Regions from separate parts of the Zea mays genome. Here regions 1 and 3 are each linked to region 2. The links are chromatin contacts, called in public Hi-C maps. All regions are on one chromosome and are shown on one strand. The core of a region is the stretch at or near the end of the contact, and the rest is flanking DNA. Distances in the headings are between cores, read along the strand shown. Region 1 holds the start of LOC100281041 (expansin-like 3). Region 2 holds the start of LOC542475 (metallothionein 2). Region 3 holds the start of LOC100280758 (Ca2+/calmodulin-dependent protein kinase phosphatase).

The links. Hi-C and Micro-C count contacts between places; a contact is called where the count stands out from the background.
Region 1: a contact with region 2 is called in a Hi-C map of bundle sheath, with 3 times the contacts expected there. The contact joins the promoter of LOC100281041 here to the promoter of LOC542475 in region 2. A contact is called at or near these places in 4 of 25 Hi-C or Micro-C datasets (bundle sheath, ear, leaf and 1 more) and 1 of 3 datasets of contacts at active chromatin or transcription factors (leaf).
Region 3: a Hi-C map of endosperm shows a contact between it and region 2, with 2.7 times the contacts expected there. The contact joins the promoter of LOC100280758 here to the promoter of LOC542475 in region 2. A contact is called at or near these places in 3 of 25 Hi-C or Micro-C datasets (ear, endosperm and leaf).

What each region holds. Positions count from the first base shown.
Region 1 is chr1:85,911,130-85,915,263 of Zm-B73-REFERENCE-NAM-5.0, reverse strand. It overlaps LOC100281041 (expansin-like 3), which reads right to left and starts at 2,861. Exons shown (of 5, transcript NM_001153960.2): 1 at 2,426-2,861; 2 at 2,227-2,336; 3 at 1,920-2,101; 4 at 1,668-1,803; 5 at 1,105-1,472. The coding sequence starts at 2,576. The coding sequence ends at 1,224.
Region 2 is chr1:85,705,682-85,709,876 of Zm-B73-REFERENCE-NAM-5.0, reverse strand. LOC542475 (metallothionein 2) reads right to left here and starts at 1,950. Exons shown (of 1, transcript NM_001112029.2): 1 at 1,245-1,950. The coding sequence starts at 1,678. The coding sequence ends at 1,445.
Region 3 is chr1:85,528,811-85,532,780 of Zm-B73-REFERENCE-NAM-5.0, reverse strand. It overlaps LOC100280758 (Ca2+/calmodulin-dependent protein kinase phosphatase), which reads right to left and starts at 2,326. Exons shown (of 5, transcript NM_001411371.1): 1 at 2,096-2,326; 2 at 1,423-1,604; 3 at 1,147-1,347; 4 at 584-789. The coding sequence starts at 1,584.

The DNA of each region.
Region 1 (4,134 bases), core at 1,612-4,111, 200 kb before region 2:
CCAAGTCAACCGATTCCCGCAAGAAAAAGACTTCCCCTTCCAGCTCGATTCAGCTCTACCCTTGCTGACCGGCACCGACGCCGAAACATAACGGAGGCGAGCGAGCTAGCCAAGGAAAAGTCAAAATCGTCCTACGTCGAAACACAACGAGCGCGGAGGCCGTGAGTGAAGCAGCGAGGAGGCGAACGGATGCCAAGATCTCTTTGTGAGTTCGTATGCCATTTGCCATGATCCAGGAGCGAGGCGGCAGGGAGGCGAACGAGGGCGAGGCAGCAGGCGAGCGGCCGCGGGCGTGGTTGGGTTGGCCCGCTCCGAACCGTGGGCCCAATCTAGGAGCGGATCGGATTCACGAACGGGTCGACCCGGCCCTGTTGCGGGCATAGACCTGATCATCATGGAACGAAGTGCAAGTCCAAGTCCAAGACGAGCCTTAAGCTTTTGTTACACCAGGCCTACCAGAACGGTTTCTCTGATCATACGGTCCAGACGAAACGAAAGCAAAATTGTGGCCCGGGAGCATCAAGGCCCATGTCGAAATCAAGGATTCTCTTGGTGATAATGGGACTGTGCTGTGGGAATCACTGACTGAACGGCCCCCACCTAATGGTCGGCAACTGCCGGTTACTCTCTGTGTTCCAGCGCCACCGATAGAGGAATCGACGGCAGCACTACACAAAGCGCTTTTGGAGATGTTAGGGCGCCGTTTTCTTTTGATCTGCCAAACATTTCTTTCCGTTTTGGCTGCGTGAGGCCTGTCTCTGACCTCACCTCCTCGTCACGACGACGGCGTCCGCCTGTTCGGTTCTGAACGAGTGGTTCCTGAGGGAGTTGACGACAAGAGCCACTCATCATGCATTGCACACAGCACAGAGCACACGCATCGTGCGCTCCAACTCCGGCGCACACACCCAATAAGGGCTTGTTCGGTTCTATCCCAATCCATATGGATTGAGGAGGATTGAGGAGGTTTCAATCCCTAATAAGTCAAAATCCCCTCCGATCCGTATCATTCCCCTCCGATCCATATGGATTGAAAATAACCGAACAAGCCCTAAATGGGGTCGAGCAACGCGGCCGAACCAACTTGCAACGGCACGTTTGTTTGATTTGGTTTGATTCGGCTCTCCGGCTCCGCTCATCATCATTTCATATCTTTCGTCCCATTCCCGACCAAAAAAAAAAACTGTACAATCTACTACAATCCAGCCCGTGCGCGCGTCACGTCACTGCCACTCGCGCGTGTCGCAGGGGTAGCACCCTTCCTGCGCGACGTCGGAGACCTGCACCCCGGCGTCGTAGACGCGGCCGGCCTCCCACCGGCGCGGCAGCACCTCCGACTCCGCCCACACCCACTTGCCGTCGTAGCCACCGGTCACCACCAGCCGGAACTGCAGCGGCCCCGGCGGCGCCTGCGCCGTGCTCCACGCCGGCCCGTGGTCCCGCGCCATGAACCGCCAGTTGGACGACCCCACCTGCCAAAAACCAACCACACGCACGCGAACGACGTCATGGAATGGAAGGCGACGGTGAATTCGAACCGTTGCTTGTTGCTGAGTGCAGACATCCCCCGCTTAAGAACCGATCTCGTCGGGGGGAAATACAAACAGCAGAGAAATGTCTCTGTTCGGTACTATACTTGCTAGTGTACTAGGAAGAAACTAGCTTACGGTGGCGACGTCGACGGCGACGATGTCGGTCTGGCCGCCCTGGTACAGGAACCTGATGGACAGGTTGCTTGGCGGCCGGCTCTTCTCCTCCACGCGTATCAACAGGTTGCGGTCCTTCGCGTACTCGCAGGGTACCCTGAGCGCAGTATTATACACAAAATCAATCTCTCGATCTTTCTCCCACCAGTAAAGAACTCTGCAGCATCGGCCCGCGGGACCGAAGCAGAGTGTTGTGTCGCTGCGCCCAAGTACCTCTTGTACTCGACGTCGACGACGCGCCGGTCCCTGAGGCGCGCGGCCTTGCCGGCACTGGCCATGGCCGCGTACGCCGCGGCGCTCAGCACCAGCGCCGTGCGGTTCGACGTCCGCGCCTGGTCCGTCACCACCACCTTGGCGCCGGCGGCGCTGCACAGCTCGCTGTCCCTGCACCGCACCTGCAAACAATGCCAGCCCTTGCTTACACACAATCCGAATCGGGCCAACCACGGGAACAGAGAAACCGCCGCTGGGCACGCGCTCCGGCCTAAAGGGAGGGAAAGGGAAGAAGCTAGCTACCTACCTGGAAGCAGGCGCCGCAGCCGACGCCGCCCCTGTACAGCTCGGGGCTGGCTGCGGCGAGCAGGCCGCCGTTGAGGGACGCGGCCAAGGAGCCGTACCCGCACGACCCGGCTGCGCAGTTGAGCAGCAACCGAAAGATGGATCAAATTCCACAGAAACAGACGAAAATCGTTTGAAACGCACAAGGCAGCGGTGCGTACCGTTGAGGGCGAGCGAGGAGGCCTGGTAGTAGGTGGCCTTGGACCGGCGCACGCAGCGGTCGCAGCCGTCAGCCGGAGACGGGGCCGCGGAGAAGACTAGGAGCAGGAGGACGAGGGGCAGGCACGCCGCGTCCCTCGTGACGACAGCCATGGACCGATCGAAGAAGCCTGGACGCAGCTCTGTTTACTAGTTATTACTTTGGGGAGAGGAGAGCGGAGGAGGAGGAGGAGGAGGGGACCGTTGCGCACAGCAGGAGCAGCGCCGGCTGGCTTTATGCGCCGCCTGCCTCCACGCGGGCGCCGCGAGGTTGTTGCCGCTGTGGTTTACTGGTTTCGGATTCTGGCGGCGGGGCGGGGCAGGGCAGAAGCTTGCTGGTGCCAGGCAGTAGCTAGACTGTGATACTTGGTGCTGCCCTCCAACAGGCCGCAGAATGTTTTGGACGCGTTTGGGAGGCGGCGAAGCGCGGCGCCGTGGGACGGGGGATATAGCGAGCGAAAAAAGAGAGGTTAGTTGGTTCTGGGCCTTAGGCTTAGGGGGGGGGGGGGGGGGGGGGGGGGGGGGGGGGGGGGGGGGGGGGGGGGGGGGGGGGGGGGGGGGGGGGGGGGGGGGGGGGCACCGACCTCCGGGACACGCGTGCCGCGGCTTGGAGGCGCGTCAGCGAGGATTCGGATGAACTCTTCGTCTGCCACATACCGTTTCCAGCACAGCCTGGCACGTGGGCGTTTGATGGTACGTAGTCCAGCAGCCTGGTGCTGATAGCTACTACTAATCCCGTTGCCGGACCGTTCATTATCGATGCAGTCCTTCTGCCTTTTTCCGCACTCGATTCCGGAGCGGCAGTAGCACTGCATCTTAATATGGAAAATGATTAAATGTTTGACAGCCGTATTCTAGTCTAGTGATGGCGCTCGCTGGAATTGAGGGGAAAAAAGAGAGAGAACAGAAAAAAAAAGGCAGGAGAGATAAGTGGGATTCGATTCGTGGGGATAAGCACGGGAGTGGCCGACGTGGCCGAGGATTAGTACGAGACGGGTGCGACCAAGGAGACAGGGCGTCAACGCTTATCGCGTGGCTCGGGGGGTGTGGGCACCACCGTCATCCGCTTCCTCTCGATCAGGGGCAGGCCGTGAAATGAAAGGCATGCGCGCCAGCGCCAAGCCTGCAACAGCTCTCGTCTCGTCGCACACGCTTCCCTTCTTCCGTCGCCCCTTTCAGTTTCGGACCGAAGGCTACATACAAGACACGCGTGTTTGTGTGCTTGCGAGTTTTTTTTTTTGGTGTGCCCGAAATCCTTTACGCTTGTATATGGATGGAGTTCACGGATAATCGGCCATCGCCTCCTCCATCTAATAAACCTATCCGTCCGTGGAAGATAGCACGAGTTAGGCCGTGGTGCCTAGTGGCCCTACAGTAGAGGATTGTGGATGGCGTAATCCGTGTTCTCTCAATCATGCTTGGCCCACCCCCGTCATCATAGTTTGGGGCCCCCCTTCCGAAATCTCATCTCCAAGGTGGCCAAACCCGGACCGTAGCACCCTGTATCTGTCTAACTGATGACACGACAATGCTAGAGCTCGTCGAGTTCTTTTTTTTAAATAAAAAATAATAATCGTCGCTTACAATACGGACTTCTAAAAAAAAAACTTTGAACATCATGAACATCGACACGTTTCCATATCCATACAAACCGTTTGGCGGTGAAGTAGTT
Region 2 (4,195 bases), core at 701-3,200:
TGAGTTCTCTGTTTTGTACACTGTACTAATGTTGTCCATGTGCCAGTGTACGAACCATATTACTCAGATACCACAAGCCAATCTTGAAAATAACCAAAAGGCGCTGCATCTAAGTGTTCAGATCTAGAATTGAAATTCCTTTCTAAAATGGTTATACATTAGTAATTATGGCAACAACTTGGTCATGAACCCATGGGTCTCAAAGGCACAAAAGTGCAAAACTTCTCTAATGACAGCTAGGTTCGAGTTTTGCTACCACCGAACAACTGTTGCATAAATCAAAACCGAAATGGATTTATATTATGTGAAGCAGCACTATGCACTTAGGGACAGCACCACAGCAGCAATAGCATTTACATCGAACTCGTCGCTATACGGGCAACTGAATGTCTGAATATATGTTTCAATGACCAAAAATCCAGAGAGATGGTTGAGATGTTAGCATCCCCAAATATATACTGATATACCTAAATTGAGGGTCGTACTCCCGCCTGTCCGTGCCGCCGGGATCATCCTCCGACACCTACGACGGCGGCGAGTTGGAGTCCTTCTCCGCCGCTGGGATCGTCCTCCGGCGGCAAGTTGAAGTCCTCCTCCGCGTCACGTTCCCCAGCACCTGGTCCGGCGGCGTCTGCCTCCGGCCGCCGCTCAGATCCGGCTCCCACCTATTCCCGCTGCCGGAGCCATCCCCCGACATCTACGACGGCGGCGAGTCAGGGTCGTCCTTCGATATCTGCGACGACGACAGCGAGTCGAAGTCAAGGCTGTCCTTCGACATCTACGACGACGTCGGCTCCCACCTGTCCGGCTTGTGGGAACGAAGGAGGTGGGGGCGAGTGGGGAGCGCGTGATGTGACGAAGAGGGCTCGACACGCACGTCGAACGAAATTTTCGGGTCCCAAAGCTGGGCACGCAAACGCGGAACGCGTGATATTAAATAAAAACGTCAGGTCCGAAGCAGCCACACGTATGTCGGGTCCGAAGCAGCCGCGTGTATGTCGGGTCCGAAGCTGCGTGTATGCGCGTGTATGTCGGGTCCGAAGCAGCCACACGTGTCGCGGTGCTGGCTGTCCATAGCCCGGAAACGTGCAACGTCCCAATCGCCTTCAGGTTTTAAGGAACTAGATGGTACTCCTACTACATGTATAGTTTTAATAGAAACCATTGTGATGGTTGAATTGAGTAGATTTTGTGATTTTTAGGTTGACACGTTGAATAATGCACGGAGTGCTGCGCCCTGGTAGTGCGAGACATAAAGTGGTAGTGTTTATTCATACACAAACTTACTACACGATACCACGATGCAGATGCAGCGCGTGATGCGTCTGGCGAGCATGACACAAGCCCCTTTATTAGAAGTAGTGCTAGTTGCTTCGTCTCCAGAGCCTCACTAGACAACTCCCTCCACTAGGCAGCGCGGTAGCACGAGGGCGAGGCGCATGGATCAGGCCGAGGCGCAGGATGCGCAGTTGCAGGACGCCCCGCAGGAGCAGTTAGCCCTCCTGTTCTCGCGGCCGGACGGCATCGTGGCCCGGCCACACGTGCACGGGCTGCACTCGCAGTGCTCCCCGCAGCCGCAAGTCGTGTGCTCCCGCTGCCCGCCGCTCCCCGACGTGCACCTGCAGTCTTTGCCGCCGGGGCACGGCACGGCGCACCCGCACTTGTCGTCGCACCCCATGCCCGATCGACGCCTCTTAATTTCCTCTACCGGTCTCCGGCTCCGCTCGCCGCACTTGAACCAGCTAGCGGCGGTAGTAGCGTTGGGGGAGCACAAGTAGCGGTGCTGAACAAACGGCTCCCACTTGCCTCTGTATATAATGGAGCTCCAGAGCCCCAAGGTCTACAGGTCTAGAACGGCCGGGCGGCGACGCGCACGCACGCGGCGCACGTCTCCCACGCCGCGTCGACAGGTGGTGGGACACGCGGTCCCCGGCCGCGGCGCGGGATGATGTCGGGATGATACCTTGCTCGAGCGTTCTTATCCCCCTGACGCTGTCGCTGACGACGAAAAATAGGCCGGAGTCGAACGGCCCATGAGGAGAAGAAGTCCCGCTGCCTGTCCGCGATAGCCTACGCCGGTCCATCAGCAGGTAAAGGAAGTTGGCCCGCTAGAAGGCCTTTGCTTCGGAGAATTGGATGAAATGGTAAAATACTACTAGACCTGGCATTGGCCGCTAAGCTTGCTCTGAGTTGTCGCTTCGCATGGATATCTGCAGGAGCTAGCAGATTCAGAATTTATTTATTTACATAGTAAAGGTTGTGTACCAAGCAAGCTGCGCATTTACACTGTCCACGTCGACGTTTATTTTAAGCCGTTAGATTGATGACGATGTAATGGATCGTGCTCCAAATACTTTTTCACAAAATGATATAACCCTAAATAAATTTTAGTATAAAAATTAATAAAAATAGAGCTCGATCCTAATCTGATCTTGTTGGGGGCCTTCGGCTTCCGAAGATCCTCAAAAACATGATTTGACAATGTTTTCCAAGTAAAATATGTGAGCAGGTATCTTCGTAATCGGATCATAAGTATACAAGAGCACAGTCAGGACGAAGCCTGAACAAGACGAAAGATGACCATGACGAAGGTCTAGGTGATCACGAAGTTGTGCGCAGAAAAGCTTCGGCATGACAGCAGAAAAGGGGAACCGACTTAAAGATGAAAAGGCAAATTAGACCTCAAAGAATTACTATAGAGTTATTAGCAAATGTAAAGGGCATGAATGTAATTGTACATGGGCTGCGTCCCTTGCCTATAAATAGATGAACGCTGACTTGGCATTCGCTTTTTGCATCACGCCCGTATTCTTACTTTCCGTCAAACCGAAGGTACATCTATAATTTGTTATTGTTGATATGGTAATGCAAATAAAAATAAGTTGATGATAATGTTTATATTATTTTTCGTATTTCGTATATAAATTCTTTCTCATCGTTTATTGTGCTTACGAAGATTTTTTTTTCTTCACAACCTTCGTCCGGAATTCATTATATCCGAAGGGAGATAATGTCTCAAAGGACGAAGGATTTTAACATTTAACACTTTTTCATGTTGCCTTGTTCTTAACTCTAAGCATTTGAGAACAAGTCCCCAACATTGGCGCCCACCTCCGGTGAACTCACTTCCACTTTTTGAGTTTCGAACATCTTCGACAAGCATAGACCTTCGTCATGCCGCCAAAGAAAGCTTCAGCAACAGGGGCTGCAGCTCTGCAACCGCTGGACCCCAACCAGGAGACCCTCTCTCTTCGGGAAGCCCGAAGCCAGAAGAGGAAGGCCACCAGTCCAACGCCTCAAGAGGACGAATTGGATCAAGAGATCAGAGATATGGAGATGCTTCATCAACAGGTGCAAAGGAAGAAGGAAAAGATGGCTAGGCTAGCTGACCTGCAAAGGCAGATAGACGAAGCCTCTGAAGAAGTTCGCCATCTTACTCAAGATGAGCAGAACCGAAGGCCCCAGCACAGAGAGCTTCATCAGGAGGGCTTCTTCAACGAAGATGACTGGCATGAGAATTTCCATCATGGAAATTTTGCTTTTGATGATGCTTCCCCTCTGTCAGCAGAACTGCAGGCTACACCTTGGCCTCCGTCCTACAAGCCACCTCAACTACCCATGTACGACGGCCACTCAGATCCGAAGCAGTTTCTGATGAGCTACGAAGCAACAATATCTTCCTATGGTGGCAATACTGCAGTCATGGCGAAATCTTTCGTCATGGCTGTTAAGAATGTTGCACAAACCTGGTGCTCCTCTCTTCGGCCAGGAACAATCACATCATGGCAGAAGCTGAAGGATATGCTGATCACCAGTTTTCAAGGGTTTCAAACGAAGCCGGTCACTGCTCAAGACCTATTCCAGTGCACCCAAGACCACGAAGAATATCTTCAGGCGTATGTCCGAAGATTCTTACGCCTGAGGGCACAAGCGCCAACAGTGCCCAATGAAATTGTCATTGAGGCCATGATTAAGGGGCTTCGGCCGGGACCTTCAACCCAATACTTTGCCAGGAAACCCCCTCAGACTCTGGATAAATTGCTTCAGAAGATGGATGAATACATTCGCGCTGACAATGACTTTCGACAGAGAAGGTAGGAAGCTTACAGATTTTCCAAAATAGCCAGGGGCTTCGGAGGGAGGTTTCATCCTAGACATGTCAGATCGATTCATTCCACCCAGAATGATGACAGGG
Region 3 (3,970 bases), core at 1,077-3,576, 180 kb after region 2:
GTTGGTGAGTGCATACTTTTGAGATGCCATAGTACATAGTACATAGTAATTAATCAAAAAGGTTGTCAACAGCATACAGGCTGTAATGTTGGAATTTATCAACCCATAGTGGCAATATGGCCCCAAGAACAGCTTGGTCCAGCAATGGACCTTTTATGTACAGATGTGATATTGGAGGTTGAGGCAGTAAATGTGAAGAGACTGTCAGAATAAAGGTACTATGAAAGGGGCTTTAACTGATAGTTTGTCCTGGAAACGAAACTCATAAATTTAAAATGAAAGGAAGTGCCTCTACTGATTCATAAATCAGTGAACATGGCTTCAACTAATAGTTTCTCTTGGAAACCAAACTTGTCATCAACTGAGTAATTTCATGTAACAAAAAAAGTACATAGAAACATTAACTTCAAACGTTTTACTCATCTTCGCCACACCAAATCTTCTGGACTACTACTCAATTTATTATGTTACCAGCAAATATTAGGACTATACATATATGGCAACATAATTATATTGACCAATATGTTGAAGTGCCAATAAATTTGTAAAGCATACATATTAACGCACTATCATGGGAATTTACCTGCCAGATATAAGGACCGTCAACGCCGTGGTCCCAGAATTCCGGTCAAGAGACTGAGAATCCGCAATCGCATGGTCAGCCTTTACGAAAGCACTTCTGATTGCCTTCTCGATGCTGTTGGGGAAGTGGCAATCTTCGGTTATGAACTTCAGTATATTCTTCCGGACAAAACAGGCAGCATCACTACCACCATGGCCATCAAACACCTAATTTTTCACAAACAAAACAGTAAAGATTTGCAAGGCCAGGTGGCAAAAGGACAAGACACTTATTTCTCACTAGCAAAATTCCCCATCTGTATCTGCTGTGTGCAGTACCAAAAGGTCCAAAATAGAAAGAAAAGCATTCATCCTCTGGGTTTTTTATCATTGGCCATGTGGAACCGATTCCTCTTCAGTTCAATCATTTCTACCATCATAGTAAGCCTAGAAGCTATCATGGCAACATTATTGCCACTCACAAAAGAACAAATCATAGATCCATAAAGAGTACACATTGTTAAATACTTTAACAGAAGCAGTTAGTCAGTGGTTAGGGCTGATGCAAATACAATTCCAACTCACCCCATAGAAGGCACCCGGTGCAGGGATGCCCGGGCCACGGAGTCCAAGGTGCTCGACGAGGTTGTCCACACAGACATGCTCGTCCTCCATGAAGGATTTGGGTCCAATATCCGCGAAACTCCCCGACCTGAACACAGGCAAGAAGCCCGGACGGATGTCTGCGGTAGGTGAAATCAAGCTGAGCGTCCCCGACTCCAGCCCCTGCAGGAGAACAGAAGGGCAGACATCAAATTCGTGTTAGGGATAGATGGCTTGGGTGGCAGCGAGCTTGCTTACGAATTCGGCGGAGGCAGCGGCGATGCGGGCACTGCTGGCGCAGTGGCGGATGGACGTGAGGTGGTGGCGTGGCGGCTTGCCGCCCACGGGCGTGCTGCCCCCGCTCCTGCTGCTGCTGCTGCTGCTACCGGGCGGGGTATCCGGCTCCACCCCTCCGCTCATGGCTCCGTCTCTCCGTTACTCTGTTGGTGGTCAGGGAGAGCACAGGAAACGAAAGCATTTCAGAGGTGCCGTTCGTTTGGTTCATGAAAGGTAACGTAGGGGGCGCAACTTTTGCACTGGCTACCGTCGTTCCCTGTGCAAGGAGAATGGTTAGAGCAGGGGGAATCGAGTGGGTTTTTTTTATTTGGAAAGTTAAAATCCATTTCTATCAATCTACCATCCATAATGAGGTCTCGAGCATTAGCGGAATGGAATCAAGGGAACAGGGGGCATCCGAAAGGAAAGAAACGGGGAAATTTTATTCCGGTGTTTTGATAGGGAGCAAAAGAGATGACCAAACGACGCCATTTCCGCTGCTCGGAGACCTCTGCGGCAGCCCGAACGGGAGGGAGAACACGTCCTCCGCTGCCCCGGCCGAAGGAGGTCCAGTTTCTCCAGCGACCAGACGAAATCCAACCGAACGAAAGATGCAGAGTCATTTGACAAGATTAGATCACAGAGGGGCGCTCACCACCGGGGAGCGGGACGTTCGCGCGTCGCCGCCGCGAGGGACGCCGGGTGCAGGAGGTGGGTTGCCTGGAGCCTCCGAAGGTGCTTGTGGGTAGCGATGGGGGCGGGGACGGGGAGGCGGAGAGCAGGGAGGGGCGGGGTGTGGACGAGGGGGAAGAGCTCGTGGATTTCAGAGTCGGGTTGGAGACGGGGACGGTGCGACTGGGCGAGAACGAGAGGAGAAGGGGTCGTGTGATTCGTGATCCCGTCGTTATAGCAGCAGCTGGTGTGCACGGGTGGGCCGACGGCGCCGCTCGGTGTGTGTGGTGCTCGGGTGCGCATTCCGTGTCCCTGTCGGGTTCGCTCGTTCGTCCAGTTGCCCTTTTCAGCTCCTTCCTTTTTCATCGTGTGGGTGCTTCTCTTCTCCCGCGCTGGAAGCGGATATGGCCATGTCGGTATGTGAGCAATATTTGGTGTAGATTTTGTACTTCCATTGTCGCTTCTGGCCTCTTTCTCTCTATCTTGCCTCATGCTGTTTTTTCTGGATTCTACTGTGCTAAAAATCTGACTTTAACCTTTATGGATCAGCATGAAAATAGTATTTCATGTCAATAAGCCGCTTATTATGTGTTTTTAAAGGTATATAGACGGTTGTGAATCTATTTGCACTGACATTTTTTAAACCCGTCAGTGCTATAGACTAGTAAAAATAATTATTTGTTTTTACGGATAACTGACAAACGCCATTAAAAATCAATTTTTACTGGCGGTTGGGCTAAGAAACCCGTCAGTGGAAATTGATTTCCACTTACTATCGATGTAATAAAACCGTCAGTGAAAATCTTTTTTAAAATACATAAAATTGGTATAAAAATTAATAAATATATATATATATATATTTTAGGGGAGGCCTCTCACTCAGGCCCCGCCCGTCCAACTCCATAGAAGTCATAAGTCTCGGTATTTTTTTTCCTCAAAATTCGTGGCTACGCCCTTGTGCATAGCCCCTCTACCATCACTTCGTCTATCACTTATTTTGTGTCTATAATGCAGCTTTGTTGCCCACATATTAGAACAATCAGAGTATAAATTGACTATTTGAATTGTAAATGAATTCAAACAAAATAGTTGTCACTACAAAGTTTCATAAATTTTGAAGTTCTACAAATTTTATTTTGGTACTTTTCTCATCCGAGTTCGTTTGCAAAACTTGTGTTTTAAATTTGACAAATTTAGATGCATTTTTTGAGAGACAAAATGATTGTAAATAAAAAAGTTGGCAATTATAAAGTTTCATAACTTTAAGAGAATTATAACTTTTATGTTGGTGGCAACTTAAAAATCAAGATAAAAATAATTTCTAGTGGCGCACTAGAAATTGATTTTTGTGACGGTTCCTTAAGAAAACTGTCTATAGAAATCTAGTGCCGATTTTTTTAAGGAACCGTCCGTAGAAATATGATTTCTACATGCATTTTCTTAAGAAACGACCACTAGAAATAGCACTGACGCTTGATAACTAAAACCGCCTGTAAAAGCTAAACTCTATCGCAGGTTTAGAGCTCTTTGCTACTAATGCGTTTGTTTGATTTCCTTCTTAATGGTCAAATTGACATATAACTGACCATTATTTGTCTACTAATAACTATTGATATGAACATCATTTTTCCTCCTCTAAGGAATGTTTGGTTTTTAGGAACTGATTTTTAGTCCCTTTTATTTTTAGTCCCTTCTAGTCCCTAAATTATCAAACACATGGACCAAAAAATGATTATCTCTATTTTTGTCGTTGTGTGGTAATTTAGTGACTAAAAAAGACTAAAATTAATCTCTAGAAACCAAACACCCCTAAAATAAAGGACTGGATATTATGAGATATTTGTCTATTGTAAAAGGA